Linked DNA regions of Callithrix jacchus: region 2 is linked to region 1. The links are chromatin contacts, called in public Hi-C maps. All regions are on one chromosome and are shown on one strand. Each heading gives the region's core, a stretch centred on a gene start, on an enhancer-like site or on the middle of the called end of the contact. The rest is flanking DNA. Distances are from core to core; before and after follow the strand shown.

Region 1 (6,521 bases), core at 2,195-4,694:
GGTTTCTCTGAGAGGCAGCCCTCTCTGCTTTCTGCTGGGGTTATGAGGACCAGGGTCACAGGTGAAAACTGAGCAAGTGGCAACAGCCAGTCCCAGGAGGGCTGACTTCCTCCAGGTGGGCTCTGGAAGGGGCTGTTGGGGATGCAGGGCAGCTATGCCCATCAGGCCTCAGAGAAGCTCGTCCTCCTGTCCTCACTTGCCCTGAGTGAGCCGGGAGAGCTGGCATCGAGCACTGGGAAGCGGGCTCTGGCGGGCCCTGACGGCTCAGCAGTGGCAGCAGCAGTGGTGGCAGGGGCTATTCTGAGCACTGGGAGGGGCTGGGAGCTGGGACTGGAGGAGGGGAAGTGACAGGGAGGAGACAGTTTCTCGAGGGCCAGGGTAGTGCCACTATAGCCCCAGGTGGGGGGGTGTCTGCCCATGGCAGTGTGCATTGAGAGAATTGCATGGTGTGTACTCCCCGCTGGGAGTGGGTGAGCCAGCCGAGGTATTGAGGCATTCACTGGGATTGTTTGAGTGTATGTGTACAAGTTTTGTGATCTAAGCACCAGCTGAGTGGGTAACGTGAACATCCATCTTCCTGTGGGCAAGCGCATGCGTGTGCACTGGAATGCGAGCATGTTCCAGGGTCCAGGAAGGTGCGAGTGAAGAAAATGTGGCTGCGTGTGGAAAAAGGAAAAAGGAGGAATGAAAGGGGAAGCAAGTGGGGGCTTGTTTGTGATCAGGAATGAATGTGGGTGTGGAAGGGAGGGTGGATGGGAGCTTGAGAGCCAACCTGGGGGAGGAGGGAAGGGTGGGAACTGGTGGTCAAGGGAACTGTAGGTAGAAACCATAGGTCTGTGTAATTCGGACACACGTATGAGGCACGTGGTGAGAGTGCTTGTGAGTGAGCCCATGTGTGAGAGCAGCTGTGAGTGTGTGCATGGTAAGAGCAGGTGGGACGGCATGAGATGGGCAAAGTAGGAAGGGGAGATGCGTATACACAACAGTAGCAATAAAAACAGCTAGCATTTACTGCCTGCTTATTCTGAGCCTGGTGCTCACATTCATAAACGTATTTAACTTTTCAAATATCCTGCGAAGGTATTGCTAATATGATAGTCATTTGTAGAGTAGGAAAGAGTGGCTTTGAGCAGTTATGTAACTTGCCCATGCTCTTAATCACTATGTTATACTGCCTCATAATGAATGTGTGAGCAGGGGCCAAGTTGTGAGTGAAGAAGCATGTGAGAGTGCACTATTGGGTATGAGTTTGAATGTGTGTGTGTGTGTGTGTGTGTGTGTGTGTGTGTGTGTAGGGCTGAGTGTACCAGACATGGGCCTCAGAGGAGAGTCCAGGTAGCAGCTGTGGACACTGGGCAGGGCAGGGGCCTGAGCAGAGCCCGAGTCAGCCTCTAGTGCATCCCTGCCAGCCTGGCTTCCCAGACCCATGGTGGCAGCCTGTGCCAGGGCCCCCAGCTAAAGATCCTCCCAACACTGGTCTGGCTTTCAGCAGGCCTCTGTCTCACAGCTCAGAGCTGGGTCGGGGCTGGAGACTGTGAAGAGGCTTGCTCAATCTCCAGGGTCCCTTAGGGGGCAGCCCCCAGTGTGGACTCCCCAGGCATGGAGGGCATCTGAGAGATGTGGTGGTGGAGGGGGATTCAGCAATGATTTCAGGCTCCTTGTGACTCTAAACAGAACCACCTGCAGGGTGTGTGTATGTATGGGGCGGGGGGGTTGTCAGCCAGCACTTCCCATGCCTACCCTTGCTTTGGGATGTGACTCAAGCAGATGTCACACCAGGCATCTGCAAGCAAGGCCTGCTCCCACCCTGGGGGATGAGGAGGGGGTCCTCCAGCCCCACTCCCACCCTCACCCTTGGCCCTGCTCCTCAGGTCCTAAACTGGAAGAAAGAAATTTTTGAGAAAGGAGGCCATCTCCCATGGCCTGGGCTCAGCCCTCCCACTGCCCAGAGATCTTTGCATCTCCAGGCTCCTCAGGAGCAAGGTACTGGCTGGTGAAGAAGTCAGGATCTGGAGATTCCAGTCCTGGCCATGCCACCTGGGCAAGTCACCTGCCCATTCTAGGGCTCAGTTTCTTGACTGGCAAAATAGGAATATTGTGCTAAAGGGGGACGAGGTGTTGCTGGCAGCTCAACAAGCGGTCTGGGCAAGCAGAGAACAGAGACAAGTGTTGGGAGTTGGGGGCTAGAGAAGGTGTCAGGGATAAGTTGACATTTGCACTGAGCTTTTAATAGTGGGAGAATCTCTGATGAGGGCCTTGCGGAGGGAAAATGGTGTCCTAGGCAGAGGGCATAAATACCCTGAGCAAAGGCCAGCAGGTGCAGTGGTGACTGGAAACCTAGCTCAGCAGCCTGTAGGATGAAGCCATGGACTGCCCAATCTCTCAGCTAGCCTCGCCCTTCTGAGCTCATGTGATGATCTGATTAGCATCTGACTCCTGACGAGTCTATGCAGTAGGGGACCTCATTTGTTTCAGTTGCTGCTCTCATTGTAGAGCCCTGGACAGTGCCTGGTGTGCCAAAGGAGGTCAATAAATATCCAGGAACTGAATGAGAAGGTTCCCTCCAAACACTATGAACTTCAGACAAGTGCTTGTTCCAACAACCGCGGTGAGGACCTCCCACAGACTCTACAACAGTGGTTTGCAAGTGCAGTCCCTCATGCATCACCCGGGAGCTGGTTAGAAATGCAAAGTCTGGGGCCCCAACACAGACCCGCCGAATCGGAAACTCTGGAGCTGGAGTCCAGTAATGTTAACAAGCTCTAGGGGATGATTCTGCTCCGCGTTAAACTTTGAGAACTGGAGCTCTCAAACTATGCCCACAGGCACCATGAAGAACACGTTTGCTGATGGAGGAGCGAGAGTTGTGGCAAAGCCTGGCCTAGGAACGCAGGTATTCTTGACCCATTCTTTTTCCCCAGCCCAGTCCAGGGCACAAAGAAGAGTAGAGAGTTCGATCATTCTCCCTCTCAGGTTCCTGGAACGGAGACTTGGGAACGTCAGGGGGTCTAGAAACAGAGGGCGGGCATTCCTCTCTGGAGTAGAAGGCGGGGCCAGTGCTCTGAGCCCCGCCCATCCCGTTGCCCCGGGAAACCCCAGGTTGTAACAATAACCGGTGACGCGCTTCTGGGAGGGAGCTTGTCGAGCCCATGGGCGGGACAGTCCAGCAACGGACCAATCGGAACGCTGATGCCCCGCCCCCTAGACCCCCCCCTCCGCGCCGAGCAGGGGGCGGGGTCGCGCCCGCCGCTCCGCCCCTGCTCCGTAGGCGGCGCTATTGCTTGCAGGGGCTGCGGCGGGGTCGCCCCGAGCTGGGAGCTCCGCGTCCGGTCTCCCAGCTCGAGGGCGGGGCACCTGGGCCTGTCGAGGGTTCCGCGGCAGCAAGCGGAAAGCCCCGCCCCCTCCCTCGCCGGGCCCGCCCCCTCCCCGTCCCCCGCCCATCCCGAGGCGCAGCCGGCGCTGAGCGCGGCGGGCGCGGGAGCTGGCGCTGGAGCCGGAGCGGCGGCGGCGGCAGCGGCATTCACGGGGCGGCGGCGCGGGCTCCGGCACCGGCTCGGGCTCCGGCATGGTGCAGTACGGCCTCGTCCCGGGAGAGCGGGGCCCGTGCGCAGGGCCGGCGCCTGGGGAGCGGCGGCAGCGGCGGTGGCTGTGGTGGCTGCAGGCGCAGGCAGGCAGCAGGTGCTAGAAGCCGGGCTGGGCGAGGTGTGTGTCCGCTGGGCTCCCGGGCCGCCGCCCCCTCACTGCCCGGGTCTTTCCCTCCCTTCGTGTTCCCCAGCGCGTCCAGCCCCCTACCTCCGCGCCTCGGCCCATGGCGCCCCGCGGCTGAGACAGCGCCGCCAGAGACCCCTCCCGCGGGCCTCCCCGGGGCGTGCAGATCCCGGAGCCGCCCTCCCACCCTCTGCAGAGCCTCCCTCCCCTCCTCGCCCGAGCCGGGCGGGACCATGGCTGCGAAGCTGCGAGCGCATCAGGTGGACGTGGACCCGGACTTCGCGCCGCAGAGCCGGCCGCGCTCGTGTACCTGGCCCCTGCCGCAGCCCGACTTGGCTGGCGACGAGGACGGAGCGCTGGGCGCAGGGGTGGCCGAGGGCGCGGAGGACTGCGGGCCGGAGCGCCGGGCGACTGCCCCGGCGATGGCCCCAGCGCCGCCACTGGGCGCGGAGGTCGGACCGCTGCGCAAAGCGAAGAGCTCCAGGCGGAACGCGTGGGGGAACCTGTCCTACGCCGACCTCATCACCAAAGCCATCGAGAGTGCCCCGGACAAGCGGCTCACGCTCTCGCAGATCTACGACTGGATGGTCCGTTACGTGCCCTACTTCAAGGATAAAGGCGACAGCAACAGCTCGGCCGGCTGGAAGGTGGGGGCGTCCGGCTGGGGAGGGGGCTGGGGACGCCGACTGGGGCTTCCAGGGGCTGCTAGGTGCGCTGGGCTCCAGGCGGGCTGTCAGGAGGAGGGCTCTTTGGCACCCCCAGGGGTCACAGAGTGTGCGCCCAGGGCGTGGGGCCGGCCAGCGGACAGGCGGGGGCGTACTGGGAGCAGCTGTGTGCGTGATCTCTTGCAGGGTGGGATGCCGGGTGGGAGGTCTGGTGGGGTGACAAGGGACTGTCGCTTTGAGGCGTCCCCAAGGAACGTCCCCACCCTGTCCTTGGGGGCATAGCAGAGAAACCCATTCCCAGGCCGTGGACATTGGGGAACTTCCCCCTCCTCCCCCTAGTCTGCTTTGTGTGACTCTTGTTTTACCCTTTCCTCCGTGGCACCCTTCTTAGAGCGCTGGAATAATGACTTGGAGCCAATGTCGGCTTTCCCTCCCAAATCTCTATCATTGCCCTTCCTGGAGCTGTCCCCAGGGTGAGGAGTGTGACCATGGGCCCATAGTTCTTCTCGTGGTGCCAGAGTTCACCCTAGAGCACTAACCAGCCTGGGGTGAGGAACTCGGCAGGTGACCTGAGATCTGAGTTCTCCATGGGGTGGCTGCTGCCCCCCCTTACCTAGATCAGGATGAGGGTGACTGGTGATGACCCCTGCTGGTGTGAGGACAGGGTATTGAGAGCTGGAGATTTGTCTGTGCCCACCCAGGTTGCTTTTTTCCACTTCCCTGACTGTCTCAGCCCAGATGCATTTAGGGCCTGGGGGAGGGGCAGGGGTACCCCAGGGAGGCCTCAGTGCCAGCCAGTGAAAGGGGGGAGCCATCTTAGGAGGGGACAGGGGCTTGCTTGTATTGTGGCCTCTGGACCCAGCTACTCCCCTGGCCATCTTGTTGGAGAGTGGTGATAGTCTATGCCTTTGGGGGAGAGGAGGCTGGAGGGGTGCCTGTGCCTAGGAGGTGAGCTGTCAGCCTCCCTGTGGGAGGGGTGGCCTCTTGTGAGGGATATAAAGGGAGGGGGCTGTGCCCTGTGGTGCCTCCATGCTGGGTCAGAGGAAGGAGGTGTGCCAGTGGAGGAGGGGAGACTTGTGGGCCTGAACAGCTCTAGATGCCCAGGGGCAGCATTGTAGAGCCAGGGTGTCCTGCTCTGCGAGCCCATAGCTCTCAGGGTTAGTGCTGGCAGCTTCTGTCCCTCACCAGCCATGATGGGGCAGAAACACAGATGGGAGGAGCAGTCCAGGGTCTTTTTCCACGTCCCCCCCCCATCCGCTTGGGCTAAACCCCCATCAGAACACATTTCTCCCAAGTGTGTCCTGTGCTTGGGAATCACTCCCACCTCCTTGCTCCCCATGTCCTGACCTACTCCTCCCTGTAGATATGTTCACTGTCCTTAAGAGTAGAGAGTTCAGATGCCTCTTCCAGGAAGACTTCCCTAACCCTTTTTAGCTAGCTTAGGACTCCCCCTTCTCTGGCCCTCTCCCTGCTGGTAGCGAGTTTTAGTCATTTGTGTTCTGTCTCATTTCCCCTCTCCACCCTGTTTTTGGAAGACAGTGGCAGTGTCAGAGCTATGCTGTGCTCACAGCACCCAGCATACAGTCTTGACACCAAGAAGCCACCTGTGTGTGTCTAGTGGGAAACTGAGTGCAGGATGCTGAGGCAGAGAGGGCTGGGAGGGCTTCTTGCAGGAGGTGTAGCTCCATCTGGGCTTGCTGAATCAGGCAGGATGGGGAAAGATGGGGAGAGGGGACGTGACACTGGAAGTCAGGGGAGAAATATAGTTCATCGAAGGTCTTGGGGCCAAGCTCTGAGAGAGGCACCTTCACACATCTTCCTTTAGTGCTCTCAGCAGTACCTGAGGTGATTTTACTGTGATCATTTACAAGGAAGGCACTGAGGTCTGTATTTAGGCATGAACTGGTCGCACAGTTAGTAGATGGGAAAGCTGGAATCCAACCTATGTGTGTCTACCTCCAGGGTCCCCAAGCACCTCTGGAACAGTGTCCTGCTGGCAGCTGGGGGTGGGAGGGGCACATGGAAGGCTTTTGAATATGGGCAAGTATAAATCCTAAACCGTGACTGAGAATGTGCTTGGAGATAGTTTAGTCCCATGAGTTCATTTCTCAGACGGTGAGACTGAGGGGATAGGAGTCTTGCCAGGGC
Region 2 (7,476 bases), core at 3,249-5,748, 61 kb after region 1:
AGGGGTGGAAGCTGAATCCGGGAGACCCCAAAAGGCTGCAGCCCCAGGAGCAAGAGGTGGCTGATGCTGATAGAAAAAGATAGCCCACACCTGGCATGGAACTGCTCAGACATATGGTTACCTGGTGCCCACCCCCCCAGGCTGGCACATCACCTGCCTTCTGCCTCTCTCTCCTTTCAGCTCCCTGGACCCAGGCAGGGAGCTTCTAGCCAAGGGCCTGGTGCCTCGTGAAGAGAAGGCAGATCAGCCTGGCTGGGTGCCTGGTGGCCCTGGAGGAAGGATGAAGGGAGCTGGTGTCTGTGGAGGGTCGCTTCTGAGTGCCTGCTGAATGCTGGCCACTTTCATCTTGTTAAGTTTGTAAGTGAAAGGTCAAGGGACTTGCAGGGTTCATGGGGCTAGAGCAGGACAAGGCTGGCCTTGACCTCAGGGATCTGTCTCTACATAACCATGCGCCTGGCTGGGAAGACACACAGGTTGGAGTGGCCTGGGCACAGCTGCCAACAGCAGCCCCCAACTGCCACCCTGCATCTGCTGCCCCTGCTAAGGACGGAGGGAAGGAGAAAGTGGAGGGAAGGCAGGGAGTGAGCCTGGGTAGGGAGCTTGGAGCTGGACACCCTATGCATGACCACAGCTCCAGAGTATTCTGGTGATACCAGGGATAGTTCTTGGGTCTCCCCCAAGAGACTGCTCTGGGGCAGGGTGAGGGAAGTCTCTCCCTCCGGAGGCTCTGAGGCTTCCTGGAGCTGTCCCTTGTGGCCTTCCAGGGGCCTGGCCAGGGCCGCACCCTGAGATTTACCACCCAGCCTGAAGGCTGCACAAATAAATCAAGTTTGAGTCTAGCCTTGGGCTGGCCCTCCTGCTGCCTTCCAGACCTCTCACCTGCCCTGTCCAAGCCCAGGCACTAGCACTGGTGGGGTGGGAGTATGGGAGGAACCCTGGCCCAGCCTCCACCTTCCTGCTTCTCCCAGTGAGAGCCTCTGGGTTTTCCAGGCACTGAGACCTGGAGGGTAAGGGCTGGGGCTCTTGAAGCTGTCAGCCTAGGTCCAAGCCTCAGAGCTCCTTTCTTCCTGGTTGGGGAGCTTGGGCAGAGGCATAGTTCTAAGCATGCATTTATGGGAATAATTATCACCCGGGCACCTGGCACCCTTGTGGGTTTGCCAAGGTGCTTAAAACAGGGCCTGGGAGGTAAGTTGCTCTTACCTGAGTCCCTAAAGCAGCACACAGGGTCACAGGTGTGGCTTCACCTGTGCCCCAGGGTTCATTCCTCGTGGTGTCTGTCCAAGTGCTTTGGGGAGAGGTCAGGGCAGCCCCTTCCCTTGAGGCTGCTGCGAGTCACTGGGCTCAAAGCAGGGCCAGGACAGCGCCGACTGGGCCAGGAGGTGCTCCCAGCCACAGTCCTCCAGGCTCAGGGACAGGAGCAGAGCTGGAAATCAGCTTCTCCTGTCCCCTCTCCCCACTGTGGCTCTTCCTCTTCTGGACAACCCTATGAAGCAGATACTGTCCTTGTTTAAAGATGAGGTTGCTGATCTCATCCTTAGATGAGAGGGAGAGGAGGGAAGTGACCTGCCCAAGGTCACACAGCTTGTAAAAGGCAGGTGGAATTTGAACCAGCCCTCTCTGGGAGTTTAGTGTTTCTCAAGAGCACACCGGCCCAGCACTGGGATAGGGTGGGACAGGGTGGGACAGGGTGCTGGGAGCTGGCCAGGCCTGGCAAACACTGGTGCTCACCAAGTCTCATTCCCTCTGCCTTCGGAGGCCAGGGAAAGATCGAGGTGCCTCTTCAGTGCACAGGGTCCTGTAGGATGCCCAGCAGGGCTGAATAGGCGGGAGCTCCAGGAGGTTGGGGCCCCAGGTGAGTCCCAAGCCCTGCCCTGGAAGAGGCTCAGGAGATAAGCTGGCCCTGGGGCCGCATCGCCTAGCAACATGGCCTCGGGGACCCCACCTGTCTGCCTCAGGTGCCCCAGGGATCCTGGCTCAACCGCCATCCCCAAGAGGAGGTGTCTGACCCAGGAGTCTGCTGGGTGGGGGTGGGGCAGATGCTGAGGGTTAAGCCTGGGCTTAGTCCCCAGGACAGGGAAGGAGGGTCCCCTCCTCCAGCCCAGGGTGAAGCTTCTGGGGTGTAGGAGGCTGTGGAGTGAGAGGGGAGGGGCTCTTTCTTCCCCTCCCAGCTGTCTCTGTGTCTGCTGCATCTCTCTTCCTAGAGCACTCCCTGCATCTGGGAGCTCTCCCTTCTCCCTTCCTCCTCCTCCTGCGGTGGCCTTTGCTCCCTGAGTTCTCCCTCAGGGTTCAATTTTTCCATCTGTCCATCTGTCTCTCTTCCTGTCCCACCCATCTCTTCCGAATGTCTCTCCCACATCTCTCTTGTGCCCCGCTCTGTTTCCCGGATTGCTTTACTCTGCCTCCCTCTGGGTCCCACCCTGAGCTCTCTCCATCCCTCACCCTGAGGCCTCCCCACCATCACACTTGTGGCTTCCCTTGTCTCCCAAAGCCTTCAGGGAGCCTGGGAGGCATCGTAGGTGCTGGTGCCCCAGCCTCCGTTGAGTCACACCACGGATGCTTAGAGAATGTGCAGGGAAGCCAGTTGGAACAGGGAGGCCAAAATTCACCCATGACCTGGGGCTGGCTTTGCCTTCTCTTGGGCCTCAGTTTCCCCATCTGTGAAATGGGTCTAATGGCTTTGGTAGGAAGGTTGGTGTTCTCTAGGCTGTTGTGGATAGGCTGTGATAGAAATGGACAGAATGTCAGGCTGAGGTGGTGTGGGGCATCTTCTGGAGAAAGGGCTGCACTGGTGGATGTCCTTCTGGAAGGCGAAGGCTTGTCTTTGCCCTCTCGGCAGGCTCTAGCTGGCATTGCCCTCCTCCCTCAGGAGTGGTTTTCCCGGGGTGAGTTGGGAGGCCTTGATGCACTTGGCTGCATCATAGTGCCCTCTGGTGGCAAACAGAAGAAACTGCTGCCACATTTTGCTCCGCCCTCTTGTCCTGGGCGGATGTGGACTCCAGGACCTTGCTGAGTGACTGTGCCCTTCGAATGCCAGTAGGAGCTGCACGCTACTGAGCACAAGGTGAGTGCCAGGCTTCCATGCACCGCAGGTACTTCTATGCACTCTCTTATTTCGCCATCACCTGCCCCACCATTACCTCCATCTGTCAGACGGGAAAGTTGAGACCCAGGGTTTTAACCCAGGCAGTCGGCTCCACAGCCAGCGCTCTTGACACCACACTTGGAATTCTGCCTCTAAAAGGCCTCCAGCAGATGCTACAATCCCGCCATCAGTGATGAGCCATTCTTTGGGGCTACTTATTTGTCTAAATATTTATTTACAACTGCTATTATCAGAGCCAAAGGAGCTCACAGAATCCACTTAGCCTGATTGTGTCATTTTACACATGGGGAAACTGAGGCCCAGAGAAGGTGAGTGACTGGCCCATGGTCACACGTGTGAGTATGAGGGTGTATGGTAGGGCTAATGGGTGGCAGTGCAATTGTCAAACCCAGCATGGTGAGGCAGTGAGATGGGCACAGGAGACAAAACACTACCGGTGCCGTGCTCTGGGGTGAGGGAGGCCACAGTGGGTAGGAGCTGGGGGCCACCCAATCCTAAGTGGGAAGGCCGCTGGAGGAAATGCACCGGGCAAGGGTGGGCGTGAGCTTGGATATGGGTGTGGCTGGGGTCAGTGGGTGTGTCTGAGCTGTGTGCAGGTCAGGGCTGAGGGAGGAAGGGGAAGGGAAGTGTCTAGGAGCCAGTGGGAGCTACTGGAGGGGGCCGCAGGCTTCCCAGCACCTGCCTGGTGCCAGACAATGTAAGGAACAGGACAGCCTGTCTTCAGAGAGCCTGCATTCCAGGTGCTGAACGCACAGATCACTCCAGAAACAGGCCTCTCACATCCATCCATGGTGACGGACTCAGAACAGTGCAGGAGGCAAGGCAGGGAGACTTGATGGGAGCTCTGTGGGGTGAGGGAAAAGGTCTAGAGCTTAGCCCGGGGGAAGTGACACAGAGGGTTCACAGGTAGAAACACATCGAGCTGTCCAGGCGGGATGGCTCACGCCTGTAATCCCAGCACTTTGGGAGGCTGAGGTGGGCAGATCATGAAGTTGGGAGTTTGAGACCAGCGTGACCAACATGGAGAAACCCCGTCTCTACTAAAAATACAAAAAGTAGCCAGGCGTGGGGGCACATGACTGTAATCCCAGCTACTTGGGAGGCTGAGGCAGGAGAATTGCTTGAACCAGGGAGGCAGAGGCTGCAGTGAGCCGAGATCGAGCCACTGCACTCCAGCCTGGGTGACAGGGCAAGACCCCACCTTAAAAAAAATACATCGAGCTGTTCACTTCAAAATAGTGCCCTTTACTCTATGCAAGTATGCAAGTCTGACCTCAACTGAAAAAGCAGAAAACAAAAAAACTAGCCTTAAGCCTTGGGTAGGAGGGAAAGTGGGAATGGCCAGTAGTTGTGGCCTGGGTGGAGAGGACCTGGACAGAGAGGTGGTGGCAGAGAATTCTATGGAAAGTTTGCTGGTGGGAGTGAAAGCTAGAACCCAGCTCTAGGCTTCTGAGGAGACTGCAAATATCTAGGGAGGCTCAGGGATCCTGGGGCATCCTCTTTCTGGAAGAGCTTCCCCCGGCAGAAGGGGCAAGAAACCCTCTGAGGGCATGGACCTGGGATTCTTGTCAAATCTCCAGGTGCCTGGGTCCACAGTCCACTCCTCTACTGGAGATGAAAGGGATCCCTTAGATCTACATTTTCACACATTTCCAGGGCGATTCTGACACTGTCAGCTGTAAACCAGTGTTAGGAAATCACAGCCAGAGGTTCGTTCCTTCCAGCCCCGGCTTCTGTGAATCCAGATTCTGAAGTTTCCTGCTTGGAAAGTCCTTTTCCAATTCGGCCAATTCCAGGCTAGGCCAGCACTGCCACAGCTGGCTGTGGGGACGCTGAGTCCCAGGGAGGGGGGGGTGACATGCCCATGACCTCACAGCCAGCTTGCAGCCAAAGCTGTAACCAGAACCCTGCCTAGGCTGCCAGGCCAGGTTCCCAGCCCCCTGCTTGGCCAACTTTGTCATGCCCAAGGAATTCCCAGCTGTCAGAGGCCTCGGGGAGAGATGGGCGGGGACCTCAGGTGACTTTGGGAGCCTGGCAGCTGTGGGTGCGTCCCATCCACCTTGCAGGTGCCCCAGGTCTCTGGGATTGGTTGGAGGCCACCTCAGGCTGTTGGCTGCTCAGGGCTCAGGCCTACCTCCTGTCCCCATGGCCCCAAACAGAGCTCCTGGGGGCACTTGGCTACCAGGGAAGGAGGCCAGAACCCTGGTTCTGGTCCTAGCAGGGGGAGGACCTGTTGAGTCCTGTCATGTGGGAGTGCCACTCCAAACCCCTACCTGCAGCACCTCATTGGGATGCTGGTGGCACAGCTGAGCCGGCAAGGTCACTGGAGAAGACAGAGAGGGTGAGGGCATCCACTGCCAGCCCGCACTGCCCCCACTGGCTCCTGTGAACTGTCAACCTCTGCCTAAGGCAGTTCCCTGCACCTGGCTTCACCTCTGCCGGAATGTCCCCTCTGCCAATGACAAACCTCCCTTCTGTTTTCTCTCCTCTTTCCCTTCTCTACCCCTCCCTCTTCCTTTTCTTGCCCGAGATAATGGGGCCCGGTTTATCCTGAGCCCTTTGGAGCCAGGCAGACTTGGTTTGAGCCCCAGCTCCTGCTCCTCCTGCTGCTTAGCTCTGTGACCTTGGGCAAGTTGCTAAGCCTCTCTGAGTCTCAGTTTACTTATCTGCAGAATGGGGGTAATAGATCCTATCTCACGAAGGGCTTGTGAGGACCTTTAAACTGTCTAACCTTGGTTGAGCTCTTACTCAGTGCCAGGCACTGTGTGTGTTTTACAGGAGTTATCCTCCTCATCTTACAACCAGGCTTGTTCCTGGTTGCTCAGCGGTGCATGTAGAGCCTGGCTTTCTGGATCCAAGAGCTGTGTTCTTTCCTAGGCAAGGGGGGCACTGAGGGAGCAGGCAGGGCCATGGGCAGGTCTGTGACCTCACCACATAGGGAGGTGGGCAAGGCTGGGCCTGGGTCACATGCGTGGAGAGGTTACAGTCCCGGGTGTGGGAGTCAGGTATCAGTCTCTGTCTGCAGAATGAGGAAAATTGTAATCATCCCTAGGTGTGATACCTGAGACTGGATCCAACTTCCTACACTCTCCCTTGTCCAAAGCAGGGACTCCTGAGTTCTGTCAGTGGAAGGGGAGCATGACTCTGTCTTGCAGAGGCAGTCATGCATAGCAAATGTTGGTGACTTTCACATTTTTCCTGTAACCACTATCACAAGTCCTGAGATGTTTGCCGAGGGATGAAAATGACTGCACACAGAATTTTAAGTCCTCACATAAGGACGGAACTTACCCCTCCAGAGTAATCCGCAGTAGCCCCATGTCCAGATGAAGAAACTGCTGCTCAGAGTGGGGCCCAGCTTTGCCCCCATCACACAGCCCAGGGGTGAGCGAGGTCCTGCCCCCTCCCCACAGGCCTCAGACGGAAGGCCAGCCTGGCTCTCTCCCCAACAGCCGCTGCCTTCATTAGCATTCCGAGGTGCACTGTCCAAGTTGCCATTACGTGGTTGGGTAGATTCACATTTGTAGGTTCTAATTCACCCTAATTGACCCTGCAGGGAATCTTCCAAACTCCTGGGTTTTTACAGCTTCTTGGAGTTTTATTTTGGCTTTTGAAAAATAGTGCATTTATGCCAAACACACAGGGCTATAAATCCATGCTGCTCTGATTGATAAAGTGTAAAAAGGCCAGCGTGCTGAGTCGCCAGACCTTGGGTGGCCTGTGTATGTGTGCGTGCGTGCCTGTGTGTATATGTTTGTGTATATGTGTGTGTGTGTATATGTGCGTGTCATAGCAACACATAGAAGCTGGCCTTCATCAAGCATTTCTGTGTTGAGCTCCGTGCTAAGCACTTCACCGGCATTAACACAATCCCCCAAGGTCTAGCTGCTTCTAATTGTCTGATCCAGCGCCCAGCTTGGCCAGGAATAAGAAGGTCAGGGCAGAGTCAGTGAGCTCATTTTGATTGTGGCAAGTCTGAGGTTCTTGTGGGACTGAGGGGAGGGAGCCTGATAAGCTCTGAGGTTTACCTGCTATTTCACTTCCAGCAAATCTGTTACGGTCTCGTGCCTCAGTATCCCTTCTGCAAAATGGGGATAATCAATCACAGTATCTACTTCACAGGGTTGTTGTTAGGCTGTCTGCCTCTTGGTGGGGGTGGGAAGGGAAAAGCACTTCCTGTATTTAGCAACAATGTGTTGAGTGACTCAGTAAGAACAGTTTTGGTGGACTATGAGGTGGACAGCAGCTGGCCTGGGAAGCAGACAGCAGGTGCAATGGCGACATTGGCCATAAAGGTAACCCTTGAATACATTTTGCTGGGAAGCGGGAAGAAAGATGGGTCCTGGTTGGAGCCAAGTGTGGGACTAAGAGAG

What was found. Hi-C and Micro-C count contacts between places; a contact is called where the count stands out from the background.
Region 2: a Hi-C map of skeletal muscle shows a contact between it and region 1, with 2.5 times the contacts expected there. The contact joins the enhancer-like site here to the promoter of FOXO6 in region 1. A contact is called at or near these places in 2 of 3 Hi-C or Micro-C datasets (both in skeletal muscle).

Annotation. Positions count from the first base shown.
Region 1 is chr7:77,914,042-77,920,562 of calJac240_pri, forward strand. FOXO6 (forkhead box O6) reads left to right here and starts at 3,445. Exons shown (of 2, transcript XM_017974605.4): 1 at 3,445-4,355. The coding sequence starts at 3,942.
Region 2 is chr7:77,974,138-77,981,613 of calJac240_pri, forward strand. No RefSeq gene overlaps it. Among named protein-coding and RNA genes, the nearest start is that of FOXO6, 60 kb to the left of the region's middle. Within about 2 kb of position 4,499, at least 3 of the 16 cell types and tissues checked have an H3K27ac peak or open chromatin away from gene starts, as enhancers often do. A contact at or near this core is called in skeletal muscle, where this site is marked.